Regions from separate parts of the Pan troglodytes genome. Here region 2 is linked to region 1. The links are chromatin contacts, called in public Hi-C maps. All regions are on one chromosome and are shown on one strand. Each heading gives the region's core, a stretch centred on a gene start, on an enhancer-like site or on the middle of the called end of the contact. The rest is flanking DNA. Distances are from core to core; before and after follow the strand shown.

What was found. A called contact is a pair of places that touch in the nucleus more often than the background predicts.
Region 2: a Hi-C map of induced pluripotent stem cells shows a contact between it and region 1, with 2.7 times the contacts expected there. The contact joins the promoter of FGF1 here to the promoter of SPRY4 in region 1. A contact is called at or near these places in 3 of 7 Hi-C or Micro-C datasets (induced pluripotent stem cells and stem cell-derived neural progenitor cells) and 1 of 1 other capture datasets (stem cell-derived neural stem cells).

The regions. Positions count from the first base shown.
Region 1 is chr4:140,041,177-140,045,756 of NHGRI_mPanTro3-v2.0_pri, reverse strand. It overlaps SPRY4 (sprouty RTK signaling antagonist 4), which reads left to right and starts at 2,220. Exons shown (of 4, transcript XM_527058.8): 1 at 2,220-2,322; 2 at 3,963-4,149. It overlaps LOC104006586 (a long non-coding RNA gene), which reads right to left and starts at 3,810. Exons shown (of 4, transcript XR_010157338.1): 1 at 3,624-3,810.
Region 2 is chr4:140,412,562-140,417,141 of NHGRI_mPanTro3-v2.0_pri, reverse strand. It overlaps FGF1 (fibroblast growth factor 1), which reads left to right and starts at 2,368. Exons shown (of 3, transcript XM_024356768.3): 1 at 2,368-2,492. The region is part of intron 3 of LOC107974888 (a long non-coding RNA gene); the gene reads right to left.

The sequences.
Region 1 (4,580 bases), core at 971-3,470:
ATGCCATCCTCACCTCTCCATGCCCTCCCTGTGGCATCACCACTGACTATAAGCCCTATAAGAGCAAAAATTGTGTCTGTCCCTTTTCTCACTATAACTGTTAACAGCTGGCACTATGCCTGAAACATAAGAAGTGTGTCACAAAAATAACACCAAAAAAACAATTTTTTGTGGAATAAATAAAATTTTTAAATGGAGCCTTGCACTTCTGGTCTGCAAAAGAGGGGTGACACAATCAAGACCCATTTTTTTTTTTTTTTATTTTAGACGGAGTCTCGCTCTGTCACCCAGGCTGGAGTGCAGTGGCGCGATCCCGGCTCACTGCAAGCTCCGCCCCTCCAGGTTTAAGCAATTCTCCGTCTCAGCCTCTGGAGTAGCTGGGATTACAGGCGCATGCCGCCATGCCCGGCTAATTTTTTTGTATTTTTAGTACAGACGGGGTTTCACCATCTTGGCCAGGCTGGTCTTGAACTCCTGACCTTGTGATCCACCCGCCTCAGCCTCCCAAAGTGCTGGGATTACAGGCATGAGCCACCGCACCCAGCCAAAGACCCAGCTTTTTGAAACAATTTTACATATGAAAACATGCTGCACATACAACTGGCATACAGTAAGTGCTCCAGAAGTGACTGTCATTGAATTGGAATTCCTGCCTCTCCTCAATCCCACTAACTCCAGGTCCTAGCAAGCCTAGGAGATTAATAAAAGAACAAAGCTCAAAACTGAACCTACTCTACTCCCCTGGCCACAATCTGGTGGGAGTGAGGCTGTTTTTATTGGAATCAGGGTAAAAGATTGTCATTAGCCCTGGCAGGAATGCAAGGTTGTTAGGATGTGCCTCTAGCAGGAAAGTTATACCTGGGGAAGACATCGAGTAGCTTTGGAATGAACAGAGTCAGATGAAGCAGAAAAACAAATCCAGCACAGGCCTACCGGCCACCCAATCCTAAAGAAGGAACATGATGTCTTCACCCTGCAATGGAGCAAATGCTCTGCATTCCCCAACCACCTTTCGTTCTGTCCCCTCACCCCCTAAACTGTGGCCCCAGGGCTGCTGGAGAGGTTTAAAACACAAATCAGAATGTGTCAGACCTTGCTTAAAATCCTTAATAGGATGACATCTGAATTCCTCACCAGGCTCACTTCAAACTTGCTCATAAAGCTGTGGCCACAGAGGCCTTCTGTCAGTACCTCTAATATGCCAGGCTTTTCCCACACACGGCCTCCACCCATGCTCCCTCTGCCTGAGATGTTTCTCCAGTCCTCCCTCAGATTCACTTCTCAGTCTTTGGGTCTCAACTCACAACTAGAAGCCGCCCTCTCAGAGACATTCCCTGATGACCAAATCAGAATCAGCTCCTTCCACCATCCCCCACCTCCCCGGCAAGCAACATACCCCAGAGAAAGCTCATTTCCCTCCTAGCACTTAGAACCTCATGTTGCAGTCTGTCTGTCTGTCTGTCTTTTCAAAAGACTGTGAGCTTCACAAGGGCAGGGAGGGCTGTCTGTCCCTCACCACTGAGTCTCCAGAGTCAGGGCAGGCCCCACTACAGAATCGATCAATGAATGAGTGAATGAATGAATGAATGAATGAAATTTTCATAACTGCTGCTCCAAACCATTCCTCAGCTTAGGTTCCAAGCACAACCAGAATATGACCTCCAGAGCCCTTCTAGACGCTCTGAATCTCGCTGTACTTAAGCATCAGAGGCCCCTCCCAGCTCAAGATTGGGAGCTCCTCCTTCTCCCCACCACAGGCTGGGGTCTCCTCGCATTCTCTTTCAGGGAAGCTGAGAAAGACTATGAAATGTAATCCTGTCTGTCTCCTGAGTTTCTCTAATAAAGAAAACAGGATAGCAACCCCCCTCCCCGCGGCTCCTCCAATCCTCCTTTTCTGCCATAGATTTAAGATTTATTTATTCCCATCCTTCTAATTGTTTCAGCAAGGGCCATGGGTGAGCACCAGCTGGAAAATTACTGCTTCAGCTTTCATTGTTTAAAATGCTTAAATGACATGCGAGAAACAGGTTTTTAGGTCTGTGATGCTGAGAAGGGTTGGTAGCAAAGCCAGGTTGCAAAGACCTAGAAAATCAGTGCTACAATTTACCAGCTCTTCCATATACCCGGTGCAGGACCCTTGGCCTCAGTTCCTACAGCTGACAGAGAGGGCGATACTTAACTTCAACACCCTTAAAAGGAAGTCCTGCACAGCTGTACCCATTTTTCTGGCGAAGAGTTCTCTTGGTCTTAGAGAAAGGTCTCGCCCCTGAAAGGAAGGCTGAGGTTCCCTAGGGGAGAGTCTGCTCTGCCCTCAGGAGCTGGGTAAGTACACGGAGAGGTGAGCCGAATGGTGAGAAGGCATTTTAGGCTAGGACTCGGTGACCTTGGGCTGCCTGTCTCTAGAGTCCCAGCCCCAGCCCTAGGCCAGACCTCAGCCCTGGGCTGGGAGCCTTTCATTGGTTCCTCTGACAACAGCCAAGCACAATCCTATAGTGGCGTAGGAAGAAAAAGACTGCCACACAATCTCCCCGTGAGGCCAGAACAGCGGCAAGACAGATCTTACAAGGGACTCAGGGCCAAGCCCTGGCCCAGACTCTGCTCTTATCCACGCCTCAAAGCCACCCCCCGCCCCGGACTTCCCGGAGGCTACAGGCTCCTCCGTTCCAGGGAGGAGCAGGGCCTGCTGCGAGGGCTCCCCGCCTTCCTGGAGTCAGGCCTAATGGCGGGGGCTTTTCTTTCACCGGCTTGAGCTGATCCTCACCCCCGCCCCCCAACGCCACCATCATTAACAGCAAAGAAAGGATCCCCAGCCATTTCCATTTCCTCTGCGGCTCAAGAGCCCCGTTGTTATTTAATCCTGAGGCCACCCCGGCAGCATCCTCGGCGCAGCCGGCTCCACCCATCCACCTGGCCAGTTCTCGGCCGCTCCCACTTCCCCGGAGGGGAGGCTGGTGAGAGGTGGGGGATATTGGGGAAAGGCGCCTACAACAGCGAAGGGCCGTGGGCCTTCGGTGGACCGAGGCTCCTCAGGCCAGCGTCCTGTGAGGGCTGGGAAACCGACTGGGACAGAGAGAGGACACCTAGCTAGGGCGACAGAGAGCGGGCAGACGCCCGGGCACTGCGGACATTGCACTGGGGCGGGGGGCTGGGGGAACGCTGGGAGGCGAGGGCCAGGCTTCCTCTGGCTGAGTTGCCAGAATCGCCCCGGGGGGTACTGGAGCCGGAAGAGGCCTGGGCCCAGTCACTGTCTACACCCAAGAAATGGGGGGAGGGGCGGCCAGCACTCACGAGAGATTCAGCCTCAGGAAAAAGAACCAGATTCACTCACCAATCCTCACCCCACCCTTTGATATGAATGATGGACATTTTCCTAATTTTTGGTAAACGCAGCTTCAAGACCCCTCCCGCCTGGCGTCTCTGGCCTAGAGCAAGAGAAGGCCCCCAGTAGGGGTCCTCCCGCCCCCCCCTTTTGACTGCCTGCGGGGGGCAGAGATCCCCAGATCTAGGTGTGTCCTCCCCCACCCTGCTCTCAACCCGGGATCCGGAGGCCGCAGCGCCCCCCACCCCCCAGCGACACTGACGGTTCCTGCCCAGGCCCGCAGTGGCGTGAAGGTGGCCTTTACCTCCTCTCGCAGGCTGGGAGGGGGTGCAGCCCGCGCAGCTGGCCCAGCTGCAGCAGTCGCCGCCGCCCTCCATTCATTTAAAAAAAAAAAAAAAGGCAACAACAACCTCCACTGGAACCTCCACCCCTCTTTGTAAAAGAACGACGGCTCCTGGTGGAGCTTGAGCCAGTCCCAGCAATCACGGGTTAAGATCTTTTCCCGCCCCCCATTCATAAAAAAAGGAGCGGAGCGCATGCGCGCTCAGGGTCTGTTGTGCCCACCCATTCATAGAATCGCGAACGGCACGCGTGCGCACTGGCGCTCCCTTCCCTCCCATTCATAAAAAAGCCATTTTCCCAGGCAGTGGTTGCAACATCGCCGCGGAGGTACCGAGCTGAGCTGACAGCGCGGAGCTGGCGCTGTGGAGCGCAGGGAGCCTTGCCGGTTCCTCCGACCGGCGTCTGCGAGTACAGCGGCGGCTAACCTGCTCCGGCTCCAGGATTTACACAGACGTGGGGCGATGCTTGTGACCCTGCAGCTCCTCAAAGTAAGTCCATGGCCGGTTTGGAGATCTGAAACTGCCCCGCTCTGAGCCGCGACGCGACTCCCCTCTTGGGCTGGGGCAAATGGTGCGCTATTTCTAGGCGCGCCTCAGTGTTCCTTCCCTCAGCCTGCGCCTCCTTGAGTCGCTGCGGTGCGCCGCAGCTCCCTGACGCCCTCGGCCCGGCCGGCACGGCGCCGGGGGTGTTCACAGCCTGGCACCGCCGTTTCCGACCCCTGGGCATTGCCAAGCCCGGCTTCCCCGCCCTCTGAGACTCGGGAAGCCCCGTGCGTGTCCCGGGAGTTTGCCTCTGGCCTGGCCTCTTTCCTTCTCCTGCCACCATCCGCCTCGAACGCTGGAACGGGCGTCTCTGGGCTTGGTCAGGAGCCACCGTTTGGGTCGGGGGGCGCCCTCGCTCTGGGCGGCTCGCCCACCTC
Region 2 (4,580 bases), core at 1,119-3,618, 370 kb before region 1:
CCCTCCCTGAGCTTCCTAGAGGAGGCCATCACTAAGAATTTGCCATGGAACATGCCATTTTTTGCTCACTATTTTTATATCTAGTGCCTAAAACAAGGCCTGGCACACAGTAGGTGCTCAATGGGTATTTGCGGAATGGCTGGATGAATGGATGGATAGATGGCAACCTAATATCAGTCAGCAATAGCCAGCCCAAGGGTACAGCAGACTTCACAAATTGTTCTTGTACCTTCTAAAACAATTTTGAAAAACAATGTTACATATACCCACATTTAAACATTTATATTAATTTTCATCATTAAGTTTATATGGTTTCAAGAGCATAATTTCTAATATATTATAAAGCTGGAATTTAAAAATTAAACTGTGGGCCAGGTGTGGTGGCTCATGCCTGTAATCCCAGCACTTTGGGAAGCCAGGGTGTGTGGATCACCTGAGATCAGGAGTGTGAGACCAGCCTCAAACTGATGAAACCCCATCTCTACCAAAAACACAAAAATTAGCCAGGCGTGGTGGCAGGCGCCTGTAATCCCAGCTACCCAGGAGGCTGAGGCAGGATAATCTCTTGAACTCAGGAGGTGGAGGTTGCAGTGAGCCAACATTGCACCATTGCACACCAGCCTGGGCAACAGAGCGAGACTCTGTCTCAAACAAACAAACAAAAAATTAAACTGTGGCATCATTCTTTAAGTGTACCTATTAATCTGTTATTATTTCTAATATTCTCTTTGATTTGCTTCCACAGTTCTGTCCCTCAATATTCAAGGAAGGAAAAGCAAAGTTGTTGAATTAAAAAATGCCTAATTAATCATTTAAAAAGACTGAATTAAAGTATTAAAGGAAGTTCCTAGTTTGGGAACTTTGATATTTTTATACTTGGGGCAATGGCACCTTATTAAGACTTGTGAAGACTGACAGGTATGATTTCCTTTCATACAGTAGGGGAAGGGTTATGAACACAGACACGTGCTCAGGCAAACCAGGTTTAGGAAAGAATAGCTGCAGAAATGGAGAACTAACTGATTGTCTAAAAATAATCCTTGGTGTGGCCCTCCTCTTTGGAAAGCCTTGCAGACTCCCATCTGGGGTAATGCAGCCTAGTGACCTGCAGAGGGCAGTGTTGGACAAGCTGTTGGTTCAATCTCTCTGTCTCTTTCTCAGGTTAGTGGAAAGTGCAGTCCAGCTTGGATACAGTGGGAACCCGGCCTGGGCGGCCCAGCCCAGTCCTCTCTGGTGTGTGTGTTTGCACAACGAATTATTCACAGGAAAATGGCTCCAACGAGAATGGCGGCCAGAGACTCCATCCTGTACCTAGAACCAGGGCCTGGGACTGTAAACAGATGAAAACCTTATTTTCTCTCCCCTTCAATAACTGGATTTGGAACAGAAATCAAGGATTGAAGTTGTGGGTCTGAATCAACCCTAAGGGTTTTGTTTTCCCTCTTATGAAGTGAAAACAACAGTGAAATGTCAACGATTCACATCTTCAGGAGACGGTAGGGCAAAGTGGCCAAGAGCTCAGACAGTCGGGAGTTCCCATCCCACTCTACCCTCTCCAAAGGTTAGGTAAGGAGCCTTTCCAAACCTCAGCTTCCCTGGATATCAAATAGGAGCAATCTTACCCTCCTGGCAGCGGTGTTGTGAGGATTAAATACAAGAATGCGGAAGTACTCCTCAAATGAAGGGCATTCAGCAAGAAAGAGCCCAGTAAATAACAGTGATAATGGTGAAAAGGACGATATTGAATTGGCATCTTGCCAGGCATGACATTTTCAAAACTTTCCATTCATGTCTGAAGAGGAAGGATCAGAGGTGAAAAATCAAACTGTCTCAGTGTTGTAAGTTTTACAAGCCTAGGAGCCAGAGGCAGAAACAGCCAGGACAGAAGGCAGAATCAACACATTGAGAGCCTAGCTCTGTGGCGTTGCCCACATCTGCCTTTCAGGGTTGGGGCTCCCATCCTGGTGTTGAAAAGAGGATCTTTGCATCTAAAATAGTGTGTATGATGACTGTGCGACACGACCACCAGACTCAGAAATACTCACCTGCCTCAGACATAAAAGTAAGGACTTCGTTCATTACATTGATCCTCTGTGAAACCTCAAAGGGTAGCAATCAGCTAATTGAAGAAAAATGATAAGTTGGACACATTGCTCGGATGTACTGAAAGTAAGGCTCAGAGCAAAACCCGCTCCCTTCTGCCTCATATAGGGAAAGGTAACAGGGACTAGTGCAGAGAGAGGCATGGAGAGAACTCGGATGAGATCACTGTCCTTTCACCTGGCAGCTGTCCAGCCCCCAAATAGCTTTTGTGTCCAGTCCAAAAATAAGATCACATGAGAGGGGGAGAAATAAATACACAGTGCTTGTCCTTGGCCTTTCTGTGGGCATACCAGTGTCAGCTGCACTTGTAGGGGCCCAAGTGCCTCATGACCCACTCCGCAGCCTTCCTCTCCAGGATCCCCAAGGCTAGGAGGCCAACCTACTAACAGGTGGGTATGGTGTGTGGTTTCACTCAGCTCTTCTCATGGGGTTTCTCTGAGCTCCATTCATACCAGAAAGGGAGCAGGAGAGAGAGGACAAGTGGATCCAACAGCCTTCGCTCCAGGGGAATCAGGGCATCGCCTCCTTTTCTGGGAGGACACTCCCTTCTGATGGTGAATGGGAACTCCCTTCCTCCTGCAGCAGCCTGCCTGCAGCCGTCCTGGTAGAACAGTGTGGACATTGCAGAAGCTGTCACTGCCCCAGAAAGAAAGCACCCCAGAGCCAAGGCAAAGAGGTGAGTGCATCTGTTTCTGCAAAGGGCTCAGATTGCTACAGACTTTCTGCTTGGCTTCATGTTGTGCTCAGCATGAACGTTCTCCCTCACCCCCGCCTTCCTTTTCTCCTCCCTGATCTGGGTCTGTGGCAAGCTTGAGTCTATGTGATGAATGTTAGAGTGAAATATTCCTGTACTGCCTTCTCTCATTCAAAGGCCAATTCACTCCCAGAAAGAACTGGGTAGGTCTGGTTCTTAGTGGGGAAGCAGGAAATGGTTCCTACTAAGTGAATTATCTTTGCTGAGATCCAAGAAGATGTTTACCAGGAAATCATTAGACAAATCCCATTACAGTAGACTTAATGCTTCATTTTAAAAAGCACTGCATGAAATAGAAAATAAAAGGATGCCAGCTGATTCTTTGTCGTTGGCAAAAAGGAAAAAACAAAAATGAGACATGCAGAGCCTCTTTTTCCCCATCACCTCCCTTCCCCATCTCTTCCTGATTTCTTAGAGCCCTGCAAAACATACTTAACAGATTCAAGTATTCCTTTCTCTGGTTGAAAACAAGAGGAATAAAATCAGGGGTTTGGGGAAAATTGCTCTGTACACAGACTTCAGAGACAAAGAGGAGAAACAGATTTTGCAGCCTCGGTCTCCCCTATAATGCCTCCTCATAGAACATGTACCTATATCCATTTAGGGATATGGATAGACGCCACTATCACTTCCACACACAAACTGTTATCCTGGATGTAGTCTGCCCCTAGGCTATGGACTACAAATACCCATGCTAAGAAGCAACCAACAAAATTCTGGTAGGAACAAGGTCATTACTTGAATAAGTCAGGATTCATTTAGTAACCATGGACTGAAACCCAGTTTGAAGAGATTTAGGCAAAAAGAGGATTTTTTCTTTTTTCTTTTTTTTTTTTTTTGAGACGGAGTCTCGCTGTCGCCCAGGCTGGAATGCAGTGGCGCAATCTCGGCTCACTGCAAGCTCCGCCTCCCGGGTTCACGCCATTCTCCTGCCTCAGCCTCCCGAGTAGCTGGGACTACAGGCGCCCGCTACCACGCCCGGCTAATTTTTTGTATTTTTAGTAGAGACGGGGTTTCACCGTGTTAGCCAGGATGGTCTCGATCTCCTGACCTCGTGATCCGCCCGCCTCGGCCTCCCAAAGTGCTGGGATTACAGGCGTGAGCCACCGCGCCCGGCCAAGAGGATTTTTTTATTAACTGATGTGCCTGAAAAAGCAAGGTTTTGGTATCATGAGATCCAGGGGCCTAGATGATGGCATCGTGAAGCTGTCTTTCCATTTCTTGGCTTTGCCTCCCCTGCGTCCTTCTGTTTCCAGGAAGACCTGCCCATTGTGAAGGCCACATGGCTGCAGCAGCTCCCAGCTGACATCCTACTAGCACAGCACTGTACAAGAACAGGTGCTTCCCTTTCTAGTTCTAGCTAGAATCTCAGGGTCAATCTCATAGAACGAATGTGGGTATTGTACCCATCCTTGCCATGGGCATGGAGTCATTCCCATCCCCAAAAATGCATGGACTGAAAGCAATGAAGTGGTGTTTCCCCAGAAATGATCAGAGTTCTCATCCCAGGACAAAGGGGGCTAGATGCAGGGTGGCCGAAATCAATGGTTGCCACTCTATGTCGCTTTTTTGCAATGGTCTAGATTGACTCAAAGCTCATCTGATAGCAGCTCCTCCCTCTTACATGCCATAAAAATGTATTAGTGACAGAAGTTCTCATAGGAAGGATAATTATTAGTGGAAAAGGTGACTAAAAGACTCCATGCCATGTTATTCCTAGAGA